Regions from separate parts of the Mus musculus genome. Here regions 1, 2, 3, 5, 6 and 7 are each linked to region 4. Evidence: chromatin contacts called from public HiCAR-type and HiChIP or PLAC-seq data. All regions are on one chromosome and are shown on one strand. The core of a region is the stretch at or near the end of the contact, and the rest is flanking DNA. Distances in the headings are between cores, read along the strand shown. Region 1 holds the start of Disp1 (dispatched RND transporter family member 1). Region 2 overlaps Disp1 (dispatched RND transporter family member 1). Region 3 has its middle 18 kb from the start of Gm33669. Region 4 has its middle 22 kb from the start of Gm46248. Region 5 has its middle 23 kb from the start of Fam177b. Region 6 overlaps Dnah14 (dynein, axonemal, heavy chain 14). Region 7 overlaps Dnah14 (dynein, axonemal, heavy chain 14).

The links. HiCAR-type assays count read pairs that join an accessible place to other places. HiChIP or PLAC-seq counts read pairs in DNA pulled down with a chosen protein or histone mark.
Region 1: a contact with region 4 is called in an H3K4me3 HiChIP or PLAC-seq map of forebrain, with 6 times the contacts expected there. The contact joins the promoter of Disp1 here to the enhancer-like site in region 4. A contact is called at or near these places in 1 of 39 promoter capture datasets (neural stem cells), 3 of 15 datasets of contacts at CTCF or cohesin (embryonic stem cells, pro-B cells and stem cell-derived epiblast-like cells), 64 of 484 Hi-C or Micro-C datasets (the AML12 cell line, B cells, the BV-2 cell line and 33 more) and 10 of 115 datasets of contacts at active chromatin or transcription factors (astrocytes, bone marrow-derived dendritic cells, embryonic basal ganglia and 7 more).
Region 2: a HiCAR-type map of astrocytes shows a contact between it and region 4, with 2.8 times the contacts expected there. The contact joins two enhancer-like sites. A contact is called at or near these places in 1 of 484 Hi-C or Micro-C datasets (cortical neurons) and 1 of 115 datasets of contacts at active chromatin or transcription factors (astrocytes).
Region 3: a FOXA1 HiChIP or PLAC-seq map of pancreatic cancer cells shows a contact between it and region 4. The contact joins two enhancer-like sites. A contact is called at or near these places in 2 of 484 Hi-C or Micro-C datasets (the AML12 cell line and embryonic stem cells) and 6 of 115 datasets of contacts at active chromatin or transcription factors (bone marrow-derived macrophages, embryonic stem cells, forebrain and 2 more).
Region 5: an H3K4me3 HiChIP or PLAC-seq map of embryonic basal ganglia shows a contact between it and region 4, with 6 times the contacts expected there. The contact joins two enhancer-like sites. A contact is called at or near these places in 1 of 484 Hi-C or Micro-C datasets (the P5424 cell line) and 4 of 115 datasets of contacts at active chromatin or transcription factors (acute myeloid leukemia, embryonic basal ganglia, embryonic hindbrain and 1 more).
Region 6: a contact with region 4 is called in a FOXA1 HiChIP or PLAC-seq map of pancreatic cancer cells. The contact joins two enhancer-like sites. A contact is called at or near these places in 1 of 115 datasets of contacts at active chromatin or transcription factors (pancreatic cancer cells) and 1 of 9 other capture datasets (embryonic stem cells).
Region 7: a contact with region 4 is called in a FOXA1 HiChIP or PLAC-seq map of pancreatic cancer cells. The contact joins two enhancer-like sites. A contact is called at or near these places in 1 of 484 Hi-C or Micro-C datasets (the G1E-ER4 cell line) and 2 of 115 datasets of contacts at active chromatin or transcription factors (embryonic stem cells and pancreatic cancer cells).

What each region holds. Positions count from the first base shown.
Region 1 is chr1:183,220,196-183,222,895 of GRCm38.p6, reverse strand. Disp1 (dispatched RND transporter family member 1) reads left to right here and starts at 1,367. Exons shown (of 10, transcript NM_026866.3): 1 at 1,367-1,573.
Region 2 is chr1:183,152,865-183,155,809 of GRCm38.p6, reverse strand. All of the region lies in intron 3 of Disp1 (dispatched RND transporter family member 1), which reads left to right. Among named protein-coding and RNA genes, the nearest start is that of Disp1, 67 kb to the left of the region's middle. Within about 2 kb of position 1,304, at least 65 of the 459 cell types and tissues checked have an H3K27ac peak or open chromatin away from gene starts, as enhancers often do. A contact at or near this core is called in astrocytes, where this site is marked.
Region 3 is chr1:181,859,404-181,862,323 of GRCm38.p6, reverse strand. No RefSeq gene overlaps it. Among named protein-coding and RNA genes, the nearest start is that of Gm33669, 18 kb to the left of the region's middle. Within about 2 kb of position 1,428, at least 164 of the 459 cell types and tissues checked have an H3K27ac peak or open chromatin away from gene starts, as enhancers often do. A contact at or near this core is called in bone marrow-derived macrophages and pancreatic cancer cells, where this site is marked.
Region 4 is chr1:182,537,986-182,540,823 of GRCm38.p6, reverse strand. No RefSeq gene overlaps it. Among named protein-coding and RNA genes, the nearest start is that of Gm46248, 22 kb to the left of the region's middle. Within about 2 kb of position 1,308, at least 186 of the 459 cell types and tissues checked have an H3K27ac peak or open chromatin away from gene starts, as enhancers often do. A contact at or near this core is called in the Ba/F3 cell line, the G1E-ER4 cell line, astrocytes and 20 more, where this site is marked.
Region 5 is chr1:183,251,201-183,254,228 of GRCm38.p6, reverse strand. No RefSeq gene overlaps it. Among named protein-coding and RNA genes, the nearest start is that of Fam177b, 23 kb to the left of the region's middle. Within about 2 kb of position 1,303, at least 10 of the 459 cell types and tissues checked have an H3K27ac peak or open chromatin away from gene starts, as enhancers often do. A contact at or near this core is called in embryonic basal ganglia, where this site is marked.
Region 6 is chr1:181,622,206-181,625,075 of GRCm38.p6, reverse strand. Dnah14 (dynein, axonemal, heavy chain 14) reads right to left here. Exons shown (of 87, transcript NM_001377039.1): 18 at 2,039-2,383. The region is part of intron 2 of Gm33612 (a long non-coding RNA gene); the gene reads left to right. Among named protein-coding and RNA genes, the nearest start is that of Gm33612, 3.6 kb to the left of the region's middle. Within about 2 kb of position 1,290, at least 36 of the 459 cell types and tissues checked have an H3K27ac peak or open chromatin away from gene starts, as enhancers often do. A contact at or near this core is called in pancreatic cancer cells, where this site is marked.
Region 7 is chr1:181,741,340-181,744,173 of GRCm38.p6, reverse strand. The region is part of intron 59 of Dnah14 (dynein, axonemal, heavy chain 14); the gene reads right to left. Among named protein-coding and RNA genes, the nearest start is that of Lbr, 100 kb to the left of the region's middle. Within about 2 kb of position 1,528, at least 21 of the 459 cell types and tissues checked have an H3K27ac peak or open chromatin away from gene starts, as enhancers often do. A contact at or near this core is called in pancreatic cancer cells, where this site is marked.

The sequences.
Region 1 (2,700 bases), core at 118-2,617, 680 kb before region 4:
GCGAGTTGGTACATACCATGATCATTGAGCTAAAACGCCCAGTCTCAGGTTTTTCTTTTCTTTGTTAGCTAGGACAGTCACTCTGGGCAACCCCAGGATCCGCTGTTTTGTCTATTCTAATGGTGACTCCATTGACTCTGTTGTATGAAATTTGAAGCTAAAATATTTGGTATAAAGTTGTCTTAGTTAGGGTTCCATTGCTGTGAATAGACACTAGGACCAAGGCAAACATTTAATTGGGGCTGGCTTAGAGTTTCAGAGGTTCAGTCCATTATCGTCATGGCAGGAAACATGGCAGCAGCCAGGCAGACATGGTGCTGGTAAAGGAGCTGAGGGTTCTGCATTTTGCCTTTCTTCCATCCTGGGCAGAGCTTGAGCACTAGGAGTCCTCAAAGCCCACCCCTACAGTGACACATGTCCTCCAACAAGGCCACACCTTTTCTAACAATGACATATCTTCTAATAGTATCAATCCCTGTGGGCCATGCATTCAAACACGAATCTTTGGGGGGGCCAAATCTACAAACCACTACGAAAGTACAGCAACATCTGGTCTTGTCTATGTTTTTTTCTTGCCTTTGAGGTCTTGGACTTTAATTGACTGTACTTCTATGCAGTTGCCTGAACAAGACAGGCTCTTACTTTCTGGTATACTGCTATGCATGTCCTTGCCTACTTTAACTCTTATTTGTTCTTTAATTCAGTCTCAACTGAAATTGTTATTTATAGTCCGTCTTCTTGCTCAACTCTACACACCATACCATTCCCACAGCACTGCTGTGTTACAACAAATTGTGCTTCTTGTAGGGTTACAGCCTGTGCTCCAACACACCAGGTTCAGCCACCTATCCTCAGTAAGCCAATTAAAGGACCCAAATTAATAGTAAAAAGCAGAAAAAGAGAATTATTCAAAATTGCTACATTGTGAAGGATAAGGAGATACAAGAGTCCCCAGCCTTGACTTCAATGCCTCTTAGTTATCCTTAGAGTCCTGACATGAAAGTAGGTTTTAACAAAAAACAAGAGCTAAAGATAACTAGACAGTGTGTCAAGGTGTGGTTCTCCGTCTACCATTTTCTTGTTTCATGAGTGATGGAGAAAAGAAACAGTCTGAATGAATTAAATAAAACATAGTCCTTCGCGGTGTCTGATTAGCTACTGCTTTTGTTTAGCTCAACTTTCAACCAGAATGTGGGCTCAGAGGTCGGTCTCAGAGTCATCTAGTGGACACCTGGCCCAGCATTTGTAGACTGGCTAAGTGACAGCTAAGACGGAGACAGGAGATGCATGTGCCTCTGCACCCCAGCCCAGCTGCAGCGGCTTTGAGTAGCAGGAGGCCTGGGCCCATAGCCGGAGGCGGGACTTCCGGTCCCGCTGGCGACCGCGGCCCGCGCCAGGCGGAAGCGCGGCTCCGGGCCAGGATCCGCGAGCTCCGGCTGGAGCAGAGTTCGGAGCCTCAGTGTCCCGGACGCCCGTGGTCGGTGTGGATGCTTCTCGGCGCTGCGTCCCCGCGGTCCGGGGAGGCCGAGGAGGCACGCGGGAGTCGGCGCGGCGGGAGAGCAGGGATCTCGGGGTGAGGACGGCTGGCGGCGGAGGGTGGCTGCGAGGGGCTGAGGAGGCCGAGGTGACATCTTCCATGGGGGTGTGTCCGCGTCCCCAGGCTCGTAGGGAAGGTGGCCCGAGATGGCCTTGGGGGGCTTGCAGGGAGACGCTCCAGAGGCAGCTCTTTTCACCCTCGGGGTTAAAGATGAGAAGGACGTCTTGACCTAACTCATCTGCGAGATGAGCAGCCAAGGCTTGCATGCTCAGCATTGCTTTCTTTGCAATACATTGCTTTCTTTCTCTTAAGACTTCTCCCCTCTTCCAGTGGTCTTCGGAGGGGAATACCCAACATTCGTAGGGAAAACCTGAACTCTTACTCACTTAGCTCCCGTTCAGGCTTTGTCAGACTAATAGGACTTTAGGTCTTTGATTCAGACAAGCAAGCCCACTGAAGTTTTCATTTTAGACTCTTCTCTACCTTGCGGAGTTCAGGTTGTCCCACTTCCTTTGTCGTGGAGTGAGCTTGTAAGTATCTGGACAAAGCTTGCACCTTCATGTTTGCACTTTATGACTTACTGTTTGCTTCTCAATGGGGTGACACATTTTTAGATGTTAAATAGATTGGATTCTTGCCACACACTGAGCATAACTAGGCAAAGCCAGAGTACTGTCACTGATGGAGGCTGGTGTATACTGATTGCTTCAAGTGTTTCCCTTCCCAAGAGTTACAATCTTAATTTTATCCCCCGGTATTTGCCAGTACTGGTAACTTACATCTTACTTGGTGGTCTGACCTGAACTACTTGAAGAAACAAATACAAACATACAAACAAACCAGAAAGCACTGTGCATTTATCCATAACCCGGTATCTCACTGACTTACTTGAGATTTGTGCTGCAGTGAGACAAGTTATTATAAGAACGGTTTGTTGGGTGGCACAGCTGATGTAATGCAGGATGCACCTAACATAGTGCTTTAACATATTAATGAAGACATTGAAGGCAGTCTTCTGAAGTCATGGGGCTAACTGTTGGGTTGATTTCTTTTTGCATCTCTTCATTTCTTTTTTAAGTTGTTTGTTTTTATGTGTATGGGTGTTATTGCCTGCATGTATGTCTGGGCACCACATGTGGGCCTGTTGTTCTCAGAAACCAGAA
Region 2 (2,945 bases), core at 55-2,554, 610 kb before region 4:
ATTGCCTAAGGTCCCACAGGGGTGGGAGGGGGGTGCATCATGTTCCTCGCTGAGGCATCCTGAGGGAATGAGACTGTAGACCACTAAGTGGAGCTCGTAGGGAGCCTTGGACACTGAGGTAACTAACCAGCAGAGCAACTGAGATAACTAACTAGCAGCTCGACAAAGCTCACGCCTTAACTTAGGAACAAAGCAGAGCTTGCTAGCTTCATTTCTGTGGCTCCTCAGAGCTATTTTTATATCCTTTATTTCCCTGTTGTGTAAGGTACTGGCAATGACAGGCCTTTGCAAAGTACGAGTACTAATACTAATATTGTAGTATGAATCTTTCTTCTGGATGAATTGCTGTTTTGTTTTAAGGCAAAAGTCATCTTGGCAGTACCCTGTTGACAACTTAACTTGGAACTTCAATGCAGTGCCCTACCTAGGAAATGCAGTACTTTTCTCGAGATGAGTAACTGTGTAAGGACTGAAGAGAATGCTCTGCAGATAAGGTGCTTGCTAGCAAGCCTGATACCCGAGTTTGATCTCCAGGACCCCATAGTTGAAGGAGAACTGACTCCCACACATTGTTTTCTACACCCCATCCACCCGCCCACACAGCTTAAAAATGGTGTAAGCTTGGTTTTTGTTGTTATGCTTTGTACTCAAAGTGTCTGGGTGCCTCTCTTCTTTGTCATTTCTTCACCAATTCAGTGCCTAAACCAATGCTTTGCTCTGCATGTCAGGCCATTTTCATGGTAAGATTAAGGTGTGAGTTTTGTAACTGAGGAGTTTACACGCATGAAAGAGTTTCCTCCCACACTGGCATTAGAACTGCCAACTAGGTTATGTGAGTAGGACCTGAATGTGTTAACAAGGAGCCCTGTTTTCTCTCCTGAAGTGGTTGAGATGCCTTCTGCAGGCTCTGCCTGGCCCCAGACTTTGGTAAGTTACCCCAGCGGGGTTGGGACAGCACCTTGTCACAGTCACACTTCCCAACGCTGGAGCTGGAGCTGTCACTGCTGGCTCCTCAGGAGAAACATAATTCTGCCACTGTGAGTGACTGTAGGCAGCTAGGCCCTGCTGAGGGTTTCAGTATGGAGTCACTTCCAGTGACTGAGGCCACAGCTGCTTCCCTGCGGTGGATGGCACATCGAGATGGTTTTTGTTTCCATATTGTGATTTTGTTTTTCTTTTTGAGATGGGGGTGGGGTATTGCTTTCTTACACAAAGTAGTTTTGAATTCCTGAACTTCACTGATCCTGCTGCCTTAGTCCTCTGAGTAACTAGGGAGACGGGGAGACAGGCCAGCAGTGTGAGCCAGCAGACTCACACCATTTCAGGGTTTTAAGTGGCTCTGCTGAGTGGACTCTGCCATGCCCTTAAGGATTCAGGGCCCTTTGAACTGTCCAGGGTCCAAGCCTGGTTGCCAGTGCAGTCCATTTACATCAATGTTTGCTTTCAGCCAAGCCCGAATTTTAAGTCTGACAACACTGCCCTTCCAGGATATCTTGTGTTTTTTCATAATCTTTAATTCTGACATAAATAAAACCCTTACTCCCTTGCTCATTTATTTATCTTTTTTATTTCTTATCTAACCTTATTTCTTATCTTTTTATAGCCATCTCACAGAATTTTATCTTATAAACAAATGTCTGAAGCAAGATTGAGGGTGATTTTCACAATTTTGAACTGTTTGAACGTTTGAATTGTTAATGTATGTGTTTTCAACATCTGAAGCAGCTTCCCCCTCATTCGTGAAATACCTACTGCCAGTGTCTTCAGCTTTAGAGTTTGGGTGGTTTCAGGTTCTTTCTTTGCCAAAAACATTATAACATACAAATGTACAAGAATAAACACTATAAAAGTATAAATAGAAAGAAAGATGAAAGAGGATTTGAGTTTTATATACGCTTCTGTACAATTTCGTTTTATATCAAAGAAGATGATGTGTGTGTATTAGTCATGTATTCAGATGACACGGAGTTTCCTATAATACCTAACCTTTAGAAGATGAGCTTGCACACTTCTTTTCTTCATGCTGTGAAGAAGGCAAGTGTAACTCTCCTCATGGACACACAGCATCCGCATTACGGAAGAGTTCAGTTTGTTGGCAGAATCTGCACTCGGCGCACACTGCTTTCATTTATATTCAGTGGAGAGCTTTGTAACAAGATACAACTGAAACCCTTAAGAGAATGTTCTAATTAGATTAAAGTCAAGATATATTGTTCTTCATTTTAGCAGGAGATTTCCTGCCAAGAACTTCTATTGTAAAAGTATAATATCACATTTTGAAATCCTATATTGCAAACCAGAAATATTTTGGAAGCTGCCCAGAGCTGTTAATATTAAGCTTTGTTTTTAAATCCTTGTGTATCTCAAGATTATATTCTTAGGTCATCTGTCTGCAGACTTGTTACTTTGTAATGCCTGAAATGCTTTGGATATATGTATATGTATATATAAATAAAATAAAATCAGAGGTTTCTCTCCTCTGAAATTTAACACTTTTTTCATGTCAAGAAAGCTCTCCTTGCAGACAAATGTGGAACTGTAATAAACTGACCTTGTATTAACTTTCACATTTTCAAAGGCAGGGCCTGTTTGACTTTTCCCTTTGTTGTTTTGAGAGAAGCTGGCATTGAGCTTTATGTGTGGTGGAGGGTGAGTTTGAACTCCTGAGCCTACTGCCCTCTCCTCCCGATACTCGAGGATTTAATAGTAGTTTCTTTTGGTTAGGTTAAGGGAGATTAGAACTGCTGTGTAGTCTGCAGAGAATGCCGACCACTCCATCCCTGAGACCCACCGATGCGCGGGCCTTTTCTTCTAAAGTATACATTCCACTTTCTGGTCTCTTTAAGATGTTCGATAGCTAATCAGTCAATAATAAGTGCATTCCATTCTGGATAACCAAATGCTTCTTGTAATATTGATAAGATATATATGATTTTCTAATTCTT
Region 3 (2,920 bases), core at 179-2,678, 680 kb after region 4:
CACAGTGTAACTGACACAACAGTGATGAAGATGTCCTACAGAAACTCTGGAAACCATGGACCTCAAAGATAGGAAGCTCTCCTCCTTGGGAATGTCATGCTGGGAGAGGGGAAAGCGACCAACCCAAGTGGTCACCTTTCATGACAGTATTGAAGTTTACGCAGAGCTGGTGGTGGGCAGGACTATGCCTTACTGATGACTTAGGCAGAACCTTGCCTTCTTTTTAAGCAGGACCCCAAGATGGACATGGGAGAGGGAGTCCATCTTTGTCCTTCTCAACGTGGTCACATCTCTTTTTTTCTACATTTTACTGTGAGTCTGGCTCTTTTAGTTGTCTTATGGAGAGAGGCTAGCTGAACCTGTTTTGTTGGTACACAAGCTGTGAACCCCAAATTGGGTAACACTACTGATGGGTGCTGTTTTTCAGTCAAGGTAAACCCCTGGGGGGAGGGGCTGCTTTGTTTTTGTTTGTTTGTTTTTTCTTCTGTTTTTTTTTGAGACAGGGTTTTTCTGTGTATCCCTGGATGCCCTGCACTCTCTCTCTGTAGACCAGGCTGGCCTCCTGCCTCCGCCTCCCAAGTACTGGCATGTGCTACCACACCCATCTTAAAGCTGCTTATCTTTAAGAATAAGGCACCCTAACTAGAGTTGGGGACATAGCTGTGTTGGTAGAGTCTGTATCTTGCAATCACAGAACCTGGGCTCAGATCATCAGCAGAGAATAAACCAAGTATGATCAGTCACACCTGTAATCTCAACCCTCTGAGGTGGAGGCAGGAGGATTGGAAATCCAAGGTCATTCAAGGTTGGCCTAGACTATGTGAGACCCTGGGGGGGGGGGGTAACCAAGTGTCATTTGTTTTGTTGTTCTTTGTAGTTTTGGTTTTTCTTTTTTGTTGTGGTTTGTTTTTGAGACAGGATTTCAAGTTGTAGGCAGGTTGGTCCCAAACTCACAGCAATCCTCTTGAGGCAGCCTCTCAAGTGCTGGGATCAGGCCTGGCTGATCAAATTACATTGTTGCAAATATTCTCTGACTGTTCCTGTTTTGTTTTGGTTTGTTTTGTTTTTGTTTTTTTTTCGAGACAGGGTTTCTCTGTATAGCCCTGGCTGTCCTGGAACTCACTCTGTAGACCAGGCTGGCCTCAAACTCAGAAATCCACCTGCCTCTGCCTCCCGAGTGCTGGGATTAAAGGCGTGCACCACCACGCCCGGCTGACTGTTCCGTTTTAAGGACCGAGTTATGTTTGGGGGAAATTTCCTGAAATTTAATGGTTTTTCCAGCTATCAGGGCCTGGACAGTTCCTATGGAGGATGGAGGGCCTCCCCTCCACCAGTCAGGGCTCTATCTGCCCTTAACTTTACACATCAGGCTCTGTAAGAGCAGCTTCCTGATGCTCGTATTGCAACACAAACCAAACCGCAGAGGTTATGACTTCTGTTTCTTCTCTCAAGAACCACCATGTGGAGCAAGCCCCACCCACTTCCTGCTCCCGTGCTGGGCAGCAACTGCCACTTGCTTCAGGATGTGAGGTCAAACTCAGGTCCAAACAATACTAAGGCCACACCCCAGCCCTGCTTTCTGCCAAACAACCCAGCGTTACAAGGAATGGCTGTAAGGAGAGGCAGGCTAGCTGGGTTCACACCTTCTAGAGCCGTGCTTCTCAACCTTTGTAATGCTGTGACCCTATAATACTCTTCCTCATGTCGTAGTGACCCCCAACCATACAAGTGTGTGTGTGTGTGTGTGTGTGTGTGTGTGTGTGTGTGTGTGTACGCACACCAGAAAAGGGAATCAGATTCCTTTACAGATGGTTGTGAGCCACCATGTGGTTGCTGGTAATTGAACTCAGGACTTTCAGAAGAGCAGTCAGTGTTAACTGCTGAGCCATCTTGTCAGCCCCACAAAACCATTTTTGTTGCTACTTCATAACTGTAACTTTGCTACTGCTATGAATCGTAATTGAATTCCTTTCTCTCTTCCTCAGTGATGCAGTATAGGCTAGATTAGACCAGATTAAAAGTAGATAAAGGCAGGTTTATTAGGAGGCAGCTCTCAGGAGGATTCACTGACTTCACAGAAGGGCAATGGAGTCACGCATCCCGTATAAAGCAAGGGGGTTTTATAGAACTTAGGTAAGGAGTGATGGCCTGTCAGTTAGGGGCTGGGATTATGCCTATATATGATCAAAAACTGAGCCCTTGGGTGGGCACTCTTGGGTGGGTTGTCTGAACACTGCGATGAGGAGTAATGACCTGTTACCCTGGAGTTTTCTTCTAGCAGGAGGAAAGGGGTGTTCAATGTGTGGGCTGGGTTGATGGATGAAGAGCTTGTGCAGGGCGGAGCAGGGGTCCCAGGCAAAAAGTACGTAAATCTGTGTTTTCCAGGGTTCTTAGGTAACCCTTGTACAAGGATCATTCGAGCCCTCCCACCAGGGAGTCACAACCCACAGGTTGAGAGCCTCTGTGTTAGACCTTTGAAATGGGTTCATCAGCCCTAGTGTTGGAGCATAAGCCTCGGGTGTGATCCCTGTGTGATCCTTGGGTGTGATCACACACACACACACACACACTGACACACACATGCACATACACATATATACATACACATATACACTGACACATGCACACACATACACTCTGATACACACACACATACACACACAAGAAACAGACAGACAAATGTGATGCAATCTATATTTATGCATGACAATGTCAATTTGTCATCTGAAGTGGAAACTTAAGGGTTCTTTGGAAAGTCAGTTGTTGTTGTTGTTATTATTATTATCTATTATAAATAGATTTGACAAGCAGAATGATGCAGCATTGTGATCTCAGTGCTGGGGAGGCAGAGGCAGGAGCGTCCTGGTCAGCCAGTCTTGCTGACTCTGTGGGCTACACAGGTCCAGTGAGAGACATTTCT
Region 4 (2,838 bases), core at 59-2,558:
ATCCATCTTCGGCTATTTGTAGCAGTGGACCCCAAAGGTCACGCCAGCATCCCACAAAGAAATCGTCTTTCCACTCCCTTTGCTGAGAACTTGCTCCACAGCCATGTCCTGAGTGATGTGCCTGAGAACCAATCCCCAAAGCATAGGGAAAGTAGTTACGGTTCGGCCTCCCAGGCTCCATACGGAGTGGCACCCTCCTGCTGCATGACTTTCTTACGGCTGCAGTGACAAATGGAGTGGCTCAAGAGCTGAAGGGTCCCAGTCAACCTCACTAGATTACATCCAGAGCTCCCCTGCATGCAGGAGTTCATGCACTTGCCACCCTCTGTGTTTAGACACTGACTGCATACTGTGGTTTATGGACTGCCTCTGCCTCGCATCGCTTCACTTCCTGGCCTCCTTTTTACCCTACAAAGTACCACAGTGCAGCTTTGGGAAATTAGGGTGTGGTCATCTTCAGGAAGCTGTTACTCAGCCTACCACAGTCCCCAAGCCTCAGCCAGCAGGGACAAACACAAAACGAAGGGTTCTTAGAGGCAGATTCCTGTGTGCATGTTAAAAGTAGAGGTAGACAGATTATAGGTAGATAATAGAGGATAGAAAGAGTGTAAGAGATAACAGATAGATAAATGGTAGATAAATGATAGAGACAGTGAGTGAGAGATGATAGATAAATGATAGATAATAGGTAGATTGTGATAGACTATAGACAGATATAATAGATGATAGATAATGATAGATTATTGATAGGCTATAATTGATTGATAGAGAGATGGTAGATGAATGATAGATAGATAGATAGATAGACAGATAATTAGGTAGATGAGTAGATTGTGATGATAGATGATAGATACATAGATAATGATAGATGATAGAAATATGAATAATAGATTGTAGATAGATGATGATACAAATAGATTATAGATATATAATAGTAAGATTATAGACAGACACATAGATAGATGATAAATTGATTATAGATACATACACATACATACATAGATCGGCTATGATGGACAATTGGTAAATGCATGAATAACAGAGACAGATATTACATACATATTGTGAAGGAGTTGGTATCAGCCAGAGGGCTTTGAAATCTGAATATTGATAAATACACCAGTGCACTTTGCTAATTTTAATTGCTTATGCTGGAAAGGCCTTTTAGGTAGAGATTTCTTTTCTGTACTGCTGACTTAATTTTTTTCTTGAAATAACATTACTATATTTTGCCACACGGTGGAGCCAACGAAACATCAAAGAGGCCTTTGCAGCCGCCATTTTGTCCTTTCTGACTGGTTGTGACATCATCCACCACCGACTGGTCCCTGCACGGTTTGGGTATTTAGAGGATTCATGTTTGCTCAGGCAATCTCAGGGAACTTTGCAGTTGTCTGTACTCAAAGAAACCGTCTGAGCTCCACACAAGAGTAAAGACAGAAGTTCTCTCCTGACAGCTGTCAGTGTGACTGGGATGAGAGCGCTGGGTGCCATTGTGAGGGAATAGGAGGTGGGTGTTGGCGTGGGGAGTGGGGGGTGGGGAAGATGCAGGGTGTCATTGTCATCAAGAAACCCAAGTCCTTCCCAGGTCTGCAGGAGAGGGAGTCAGCTGGGCTGGGGGTGTAGGAGATTGCTTCTGGCCAGAGCTTTGCTCCCAGGGGTGCATCTCCATGCCCTTGGCTCTCCTGTGACAGGGTCTATATTGATCCCTCTCCAACCACACCTATCACACAGGCTCCTTCCCTTTGATACACTGTCACAGGTCACCACATCATACACTCTTTGGCCTCTGTGTACCTGCAAGGTTCGCCTCTGGCCTCCACCAGCACCTACACAAAGATTCTTTGTGTGACCAAACTTTGGTCCGGCTCCTGAACCTCCTGAGTACTTCTGAGTACTTTTTTTTTTAAAAAGATATTTTCTTCATTTACAACTCAAATGCTATCCCAAAAGTCCCTTATACCTCCCCCCAACCCTGCTCTCCAACCCACCCATTCCTGCTTTCTGGCCCAGGTATTCCCCTGTATTGGGGCATATAATTTTTGTAAGACCAAGGGCCTCTCCTCCCAATGATGGCCGATTAGGCCATCTTCTGCTTCATATGCAGCTAGAGACATGAGCTCAGGGGATACTGGTTAGTTCATATTGTTGTTCCTCCTATAGGGTTATAGACCCCTTCAGCTCCTTGGGTACTTTCTCTAGCTCCTCCATTGGGAGCCATGTGTTCCATTCAATAGATGACTGTGAGCATCCACTTCTATATTTGTCAGGCACTGGCATAGCCTCACTAGAGTCAGCTACATCAGGGTCCTGTCGGCAAAACTTGCTGGCATATGCAATAGTGTCTGCGTTTGGTGGTTGATTATGTAACGGATCCCTGAATAGGGCAGTCTCTGCATGGTCCTTCTGCAAGAGCAAAACCCCAACTGTAACAACAAAAATAACAGGAAGCAATAATTACTTTTCTTTAATATCTCTTAATATCAATGGACTCAATTCCCCAATAAAAAGACAGACAAACAGACTGGCTACGTAAACAGGACCCAACATTTTGCTGCATACAGGAAACACATGTCAGAGACAAAGACAGACACTACCTCAGAGTAAAAGGCTGGAAAACAATTTTTCAAGCAAATGGTCCAAAGAAACAAGCTGGAGTAGCCATCCTAATATAGAATAAAATCGACTTCCAACCCAAAGTTATCAAAAAAGACAAGGAGGGGCACTTCATACTCATCAAAGGTAAAATCTTCCAAGATGAACTCTCAATTCTGAGTACTTTTAACAAAGAACTCTATTAAGTCACCTTAATATGCCCATTCTCAGGACAGCCAGAAT
Region 5 (3,028 bases), core at 54-2,553, 710 kb before region 4:
TTCTGAAGATCCTTCAGTCCTGTCTGGATGACTCCAGAGCAAGGAAACAAATACACCCATGTACAGAGAAGCCAATACTATGACAAAGGAAAAAGCTTTGTTGAAAAATTAGCTAACCAGGAAATGGGAGGCAGGTTCACTCTGATTGGCTAGTGAGTGGGGTTTCCAGGGCTTTTGAGAGTCAATGAGTCCAGCAATATCTTGGGTTTTGCTGGTATCCTTCAAGGCTTTTACTGTTCTAGTCCTTTGCTGTAATATTGGTCAGCACTTTTCAATTAGCTCCCTGCTCTGAGCATAGAACTCCATTGTTCGGAGACTTTTATTTGATCCAGCTCAGGATCATCCTAAGATCAGACTTGGAGGTGCCTCGCAGGATCTGCTGTGCAACACTTTGAAAAGGGGAGACTTATTTTAACATGTACAGAAGAAGGAGGAGGAACTTAGTGCCATTTTGATTGAGGCACATTAGAGGGAACGGACAGTAGAGGACTTAACAGGCCGGTGGCTGGGCAGGAACTTATATTAACTGTGTGCATCAGCCAGGGATGATACAAGCTAGGATCCTGCCTTCCCATGGAGTTTTGGAGGAGGCCATCTTATTCTACAAATGACTATATTCTCCAGAATGTCTCTCGGTCCCTGAGGGAGGCTTCCCAGTTACAAGATACATAGTAACACTTGTAAACCCTTTAAGTAAAAGACCTGTAAAGCAGGGGCTAAAGGATTTCTTTTTCTTTCTTTTTTTTTAAAGATTTATTTATTTTATGTATGTGAGTACACAGTTGCTCTCTTCAGACACACCAGAAGAGGGCATCAGATCTCATTCCTGATGGCTATGAGCCACCGTGTGGTTGCTGGGAATTGAACTCAGGACCTCTAGAAGAGCAGTCAGTGTTCTTAACCGCTGAGCCATCTCACCAGCCCCAACAAGGATTTCTTATGAGCCAGGCAGTCACTAACCTAAGCACTTCCCCCTCCCCCAATTTCTTAGTTGCCTCAGTCAAGCTGTAGGTCCTGAAGAAGTCCCGGTGTGTGTCTACCCTCGGTCTCTCCCATCCACCCTGAGCCACCCTCCTCAGAGTGGCCAGCAGCTCCTGCCCAGGTGTTAAGCATTTTTTCATTTGAGATCTTTCATCTTTCTTAAAACCCAACATGAAAAGGCATCTGCCCTTTGATCAAGCCTCCAAGGCCTCTCCCTTCCAGCCCTGACCCGATTAAGGCTGCAGAACAAGCCTGCACTAAGCACCCCTGCAAAGCCCGGTGCACTCACTTTAGTATTATTTACCTTAACCTTCTTGAAGCGTGCCAGAAAGACACAGAAGTCCCCAGCGCTCAAGGCTGGGAAGATGCGGCAGGATGATAAATAAGTCTAGATGATGATTTCAATGGATGGTAATTTCTCGCTTCCACGGAGACTCTACAAACACAGCTGTCAGAAGTGCATTGTGTAAATCAGATGCTAATTAAATTAAATTCCCACCAGAATCAAGGCAGCAAAGTATTTTGTCTTGTTTTCCTACAAACTGGGCCTCAATCAAGACAGCTGGGGCACCGGCATTTCAGGTACCTGGAAGTAGCAGCTGTGGCGGCGATGTGAGAAGATTGCTTTCATAATTAAGTTGCCGTCAGGAAGAGGGAAGTAGATGCCATTCCTTATGTGATCAGTGACGCTAAAGATGCCAAAAAGATGGTGGCATTTGAGCCGGACTGGGGGAGAGAACTGGGTTCTGATGACAGTTTTAGCGAAACCATTTTACAGCTCGAAGCTACTCTCCCTTGCTTCTCTCCCTCCCCTTCCTTATCCCTTCCACGTGATATTGTTGAAGGCTATCTACTGTCAGGTGACATGTTGGTTCCTGGAATCCAAGAGGGTCTGAAGGTACTCTTCATCCTTTGGTCTTTTTGATGAATCAGGAAGTGGGACTTCAAGATCTTAGCACCTTTTGTGATTCAGGGTCAGGGCATTCCAAGGGTGAGCTTTGATTTCTGGGCCATCGGTTCCACTTCTCAGTCCTCAGCCCTACCTCTCTATTGAAGGAGTCTAATGCACATTCCTACCCCAGGCATCCGTTCTGAGAGAGAGGCTAGAAGTAAAGAACATACAAAGGAGAAAGGACTTGGAAGAGTCCATAGACACAGATGTGACACAGACCTAGGCAAATGCCACCTAAACCATGCAGAGCACACAGTCAGCCTAAACCATGCAGAGCACACAGTCAGTCAGCAGCCTGGGTAAGGAAATCATTCAGTGTAGGTTTTAAATTTGTTTATTCACTCCTTTTTAGAAAGCACATTTATTCTACTGAGGGGATCGCTTGGTATGGTGCTGATGTTGATGTCAAAAGACAGGTTTGCAAGTGTCAGTTTTCTTCCACTGTGTGGGTCCCAGGTATCAAACTTAGATCCTCAGACTTGGTGGCAAGTAACCTTACTTGTCAAGTCATTTTGCCAGTTCCGTTTGATCATTCTTGAAATGTTTACTAAATACTTATCTTGTACCAGGCTCTATGCTGTGAAGGCGCTTCTAGTTCACTGGAGAGGCAAATATTAAAAAATCAACTATAACAAAATGCAGCTGGGTTGATTATGGAATCACTGAAACAGGATGCAAGGCAAGGAGGTTTCCTCTAAAAACAAACAAACTCAAATTGTAAGTATTGAGAGTACTCTGGGGCTAGGGAGACGGCTTAGTAGGGAAATACACTTGCTGCCAACATTGACGACCAGAGTGGAATTCCCTGGACCCACGTATAGAAGGAGAGGACCAACTCCTGCAAGTGTTCTCCGACCTCATATGTGCACACACGCACACACACTAATACTTACAAATAGATGTTTTGACTTTAAAGTGTTCTGTCTCCTCTGCTCTTTTCACGGTCTCTAGAGTTGTTCAGCGCACATCACTCACCATCAGTGTTCTAACGCTCTAAATCCAAGAGGCAGGTAACTCTGTGTGTGTGTGTGTGTGTGTGTGTGTGTGTGTGGCGTTTACTTTGTACAAGATAGGTCTTAACAGAATGTAGAAATA
Region 6 (2,870 bases), core at 41-2,540, 920 kb after region 4:
TCACTATGTGGGCACTACTACTTCCCACAAGAGAAATTAGTTCTAACTTGTGTAGGCGACAGCTCTGTTGCTGTTGCTGTTGCACGTGGGAGTCATGTGCAACTGAATCTAGCTACATTAACTCCTGCCTGCAATATCCTGCCTGTCAACTCCGCTTCCACGCCACTGGCGCTTCTCCTTTTGCAATTAACATCTTTCTTGAAAATTATTCCTGGCCCACTCAAGCTCTGTTCGCTACTTTGGATAAGGTTTGATGCAACATTAGACTTGGTATGTGTGAGAATGCTGCTATCCTCTCACAGTTATACTGCAGAGGCACAGTCGATGGGCAGCTTGTAACTTTGGGTTTAAGAAGTATTGGAAGTCTGGCTGGATAAAGAAAAAAAAATGATAGCTGTTATCATAAACTCTGGTCTTGAAACCTGTCTTGGGTACTATGGGAGGATGCTGGTACAGGCAACAGCTAGGATACTGGGATCCATATTTGTTCTACAAAGCAGACAAGCCATAGCCTAGTGAGTCTATGGGGAACAATGATGTCAGACAATGATGTGCGTTATAAAGCCAAAAAAAAAAAAAAAAAAAAAAAAAAAAAGAGATGGGCAGTGACATGGGGCGCAGTCTTCCACGTAGTTACAGAAAGTTCTAAAGGAAGTGATATTTAATAAAACACACATGTAAGTGCTGAGGAGGGACTGAGTTGGGTAAAGTACTTGCAAGTGTGAGGACCAAAGTTTGCATCTCCATAAACTACACAAGAGCATGCATGTCTATAATCCCAGGAGTCCTACGGCCAAATCAAGTGGAGAAGAATTTCTGGAAGCCCAAGGGCCTCTAATCTGGTTTATGTGATACAAACAAGAGACACTGTGTCAAACAACTCCTGAAGTTTGCCTTTTGACCTCCACATGTTATGGCAAATGTATGTGTCACATTCACATACAGAAATGCACTTATACACAGATAAAGACTAAACACAAAAACAAATGTAATCACAGTACTTTGGGATTTTCTGAGTATAATACTTATATGTATTTTTGATTGTATATCATCAAGTTATAATCTAATCTGAAATTTTCTTATGAAAAGGTGTACCTGCTTGTATTATGAATGCTAACTATGCTCCCCCAAAAAACTGTTTGCACGATAGGGTCTGCACATAGCTTCTGGGAACCTGCCCTCAGTTAGCTCTGACTGGTAAATAAAGAAAGCAGCAGCTGAGAGCTGGGGAGGACAGACAGAGGCGAGAGCTTGGCGTTTCCTGGGCTTGGGACGGGAGGAGAGGAAGGGGAGATGGCTTAGGAGAGTGTGGAGGGAGGAGAGACAGAGTCTGCCATGGGGTAGAGAAGCAAGGAGAGCACCCAGATGTCTAATTGGAGTGAAGAGTAACCAAGATGGAACATAAGAATTAATAAGTGGTAACTAGGAATTACTGGCAGAGGTAGGTTCTTGTTGGGGCCCCAGAAGCCTCTGGAATCTTGTTCCAGGGCCATTATCTAACACTCTTTTGCTTCTTCCACTATCTTGCTTCCGTTTTGTAATTGACTCAGGACATTTACAATGTGGGGCATTCCTTTCCCTTTACAATGAGGGCACTCCTTTCTGGACCTTTTACAATGGGGACATTCCTTTGACCTTAGTGTGTTACCTAGCACTGTGGTTTGGCCTGTGTACCTGAGCAAATTCTGTTTGCGGTTTTCAGCTTTAAAAAGCCCCCCATCTCCCCTGAGTAAACGAGGCTTGAACAGAATTTTTGTCTTGCATCCTTCTTTTGTGTCTTCTAATCCCAAAATTTGTTGTTGTAGCTCCCTTCCCTCGAGAATCCTGTTGTTTAAACAAGTCCTGCAGGTTGGGGCAGGTTCTCGCAGCGTGGAGGCCAGCTATTGTGCTGCTTAAGGCATATAAAAATATAAAGGCTGTGTATGTGTGTCTCACTTGGGAACATAAATGTTTGAGGTGGGAAGTGACCCCCCCCCCTTCAAGCTGGGATTCATTAATAATTAATTCAACAAAAAAGAGGAAAAAAATAAAGACTTACTTCTAATAGATTTGCACTTTTTTCCTCAATGGTACATTGTAACAGGTTGTAGCTCATTTGTATGATGCCATCAACATATGGTAAGCATGCTAATTGATAATCCAGACTATTCACATAAAAAATTCCAATACGTATCTCAATAGTCATGGTCACGATTTGCTTTAGGTAGCTTCTGAATTTATGTATTATTCTTTTAAACTCGATGGATGTCAAGTTCGTCATGAATGGCAGTTTTGTAGTCATGACTTTGGCCTTTTCTACTATGTAACAATATTTCAGAAACCTGCAGCTGTAGTCGCTAACCAAGCCCACTGAATTACCAATAATAGTCAGCAGAGTCACAATCTGTGAATGAAAACGTCAAGATGGTTAGCATGTTCCACCTGGAAATAGAAGCCTTACTAAAAGCTTTTATCTGCATTGTTGGGCAAGCTGATGGTTACTGTCAAATGATGGTCTTTGTACAATTCATTCTGTTTAGAACTGGAATTAAATATTGCCATATGTTGGAAACAAGACTAAGAAAAATAGATAACATGACTTTCATGCAAAGGTTACTCAGATATTTAATTTGTAATCAAGGTATTATTTTGAACTATGTCCTAGAGAGACCAACCATCTAGCTCACTGCCTGTCGTCCGACTTTCTCCTCACACAGTCCCAGAGCAGGCTGGGCCTGTGTATTTCTGATTTCACTTAGTTCCTAAGACATAGTTTATCTGGTTAGGACAGAGTTCGGACACAAGCTGAGATAGTTATATTCTACTGTGAATTTGGACAAAAAAAAATGCATTTAAGTGGTTAGGGAAGGGCTGGAAAATGGAAAACCAAC
Region 7 (2,834 bases), core at 279-2,778, 800 kb after region 4:
GATGGAGGAGGAGCGAAAGGATCTATCGACTCTGCTCTGAAGGGAAGTTGAGCAATTTACCTACTCCTCCATTTACATTTTGAACAGTAGAAATCTTAACCTCATGGAAACACCCTGGAAGGTAGACACCTCCACTGGAGCAAGAGGAAACATCCTGGAAGGTAGATACCTCCACTGGAGCAAGAGGAAACATCCTGGAAGGTAGACACCTCCCCTGGAGCAAGAGGAAACATCCTGGAAGGTAGACACCTCCCCTGGAGCAAGAGGAAACATCCTGGAAAGTAGACAACTCCACTGGAGCAAGAGGAAACATCCTGAAAGGTAGACACCTCCACTGGAGCAAGAGGAAACATCCTGGAAGGTAGACACCTCCACTGGAGCAAGAGGAAACACACTGGAAGGTAGACACCTCCACTGGAGCAAGAGGAAACACCCTGGAAGGTAGACACCTCCACTGGAGCAAGAGGAAACACCCTGGAAGGTAGACACCTCCACTGGAGCAAGAGGAAACATCCTGGAAGGTAGACACCTCCACTGGAGCAAGAGGAAACACCCTGGAAGGTAGATACCTCCACTGGAGCAAGAGGAAACACCCTGGAAGGTAGACACCTCCACTGGAGCAAGAGGAAACACCCTGGAAGGTAGATACCTCCACTGGAGCAAGAGGAAACACCCTGGAAGGTAGACACCTCCACTGGAGCAAGAGGAAACACCCTGGAAGGTAGACACCTCCACTGGAGCAAGAGGAAACACCCTGGAAGGTAGACACCTCCACTGGAGCAAGAGGAAACACCCTGGAAGGTAGACACCTCCACTGGAGCAAGAGGAAACACCCTGGAAGGTAGACACCTCCACTGGAGCAAGAGGAAACACCCTGGAAGGTAGACACCTCCACTGGAGCAAGAGGAAACACCCTGGAAGGTAGACACCTCCACTGGAGCAAGAGGAAACACCCTGGAAGGTAGACACCTCCACTGGAGCAAGAGGAAACACCCTGGAAGGTAGACACCTCCACTGGAGCAAGAGGAAACACCCTGGAAGGTAGACACCTCCACTGGAGCAAGAGGAAACATCCTGGAAGGTAGACACCTCCACTGGAGCAAGAGGAAACATCCTGGAAGGTAGACACCTCCACTGGAGCAAGAGGAAACACCCTGGAAGGTAGACACCTCCACTGGAGCAAGAGGGCAAGATTCACTTCTGAACTTACTGTGGCTTCTTTAGCCTGTGTTCCAACTATCCCAACCGCTCTGCACTGAACTGGCAGTCTTTCAGCCCACCTGATGTCGCAGACAAAAGTCAATGAAATCTGACACTGACCCCAGGTTAGGAGAGGGTGATCAAGGCTACACTAAATTATCAGGTAAATGCCAGGCTGGGATGTATTCATCATACAAGACTACTCATAATTCCTGCTGCCCAGCTGGGGCAGAGTTGTATAACTGCCAGGATGTCTAGACACACCAGCTGAGTGATGGAGCTCTGCTCTGTACAGAGCGTCTGACTGTGGTTTAGCTTCTCAGTGGGAGTCCTCACTACAGCTACTCTCATTCAACATATTATAAGACAGCCTGAATGGAGTCTGTCCAAAGGTGCCTGACAAAGGGGCTTTTTTTATTTTAATGACTTGTTTGCTGGATGCACAACAGGCCTGCAATGGGCTATGGGCTCTTAGTAGGGTAACTGTCCTGTGGGGCCTGAAGCCCATCTAGGTGTGACTCATCTGCCCTGGTTCTGACTCTCAGCTGGAGCTCTGTTGTTCTGGCATGTGAGAATTCTGGATATTTGTGAGAAGTATTCCAAGGCTGATTCCTATCCATTTACTTTCTCTCCAGGGGGCTGTCACGAGACAGATTCTCGTTGTCTCCTGGGTTCTGGTTATGTATTCGGGGCAGTGGGAGGAAGTGAGTGGCAGACTGCTTGTCTAGCACACCTGAGTCCTTGGCACCATAAAAAAAGTTACAAAGGCAGAGGAAAGCATGTGAGAGCTGGAGGCTGGGAGAAGAACCATGAAAGGCTGTCTTCTGGACAGGACATAGCATGGTGCTCGGGTTCCACTGCAGCTATTTTCACCCGGGTGAGCCTGCGTCAACAAGATCCACTCAACATCCCAGCAAACAGGGCTATCTGGACTCAGAGCAAGAAAAAAAAGAAGAAAAGAGGCTAGGGAGGGACGTGAGAGTCTGTGGGAAGACGCAAGGAGAGAGGCTGGAGGCGAGGGAGGTGGAGTGCTGGGATGGGCATGGTCAAGATACATTGGAGATGTGTAAGACTATCAAAGAACAAGTCAGAGATAGTCCAACAACAAGAACCACAACAGCACCATCAGCAACGACGAAGATGGATCTAATCACGCCTGAGGCTTCCTGCTTTGTGTGTGTGTGTTGTGTGTGTGTGTATGTTTTTCTTCTATATATTCTCAGCCAGAGCTGTGACCCATAATGCTCTTTGAGGCAGTATGGCACATGTTCTTGGCCATCTGTGCTGCAGGCATCTGGCCACTTGTTTTTTGGTATTAGCCCCAAAGCCACAGGGAATGGCACCTCCAGCCATCGCCTTGCTTCCACTGTCTACATCGGTGAGAAACAATCTAACAAGAACTGATTTTTCCATGTTAGATCCCTCAGTCTCTCCATGGTGGGGTGGCCTCCAGATGCATGCAGGGGAGGTGCGGACTGTCTCCTTATGATCCGCTGTAGTTGCTGGCCCCGAGGCTCCCACAGGAAAGGTAGATTTGAATTCATTATTTTGTATTTGTGTCTATCTTTTATAGATGGCATTTTATAGACACAGAAGCACTGATGTAAAAACACACATTTCTGTTTTAGTCAAAG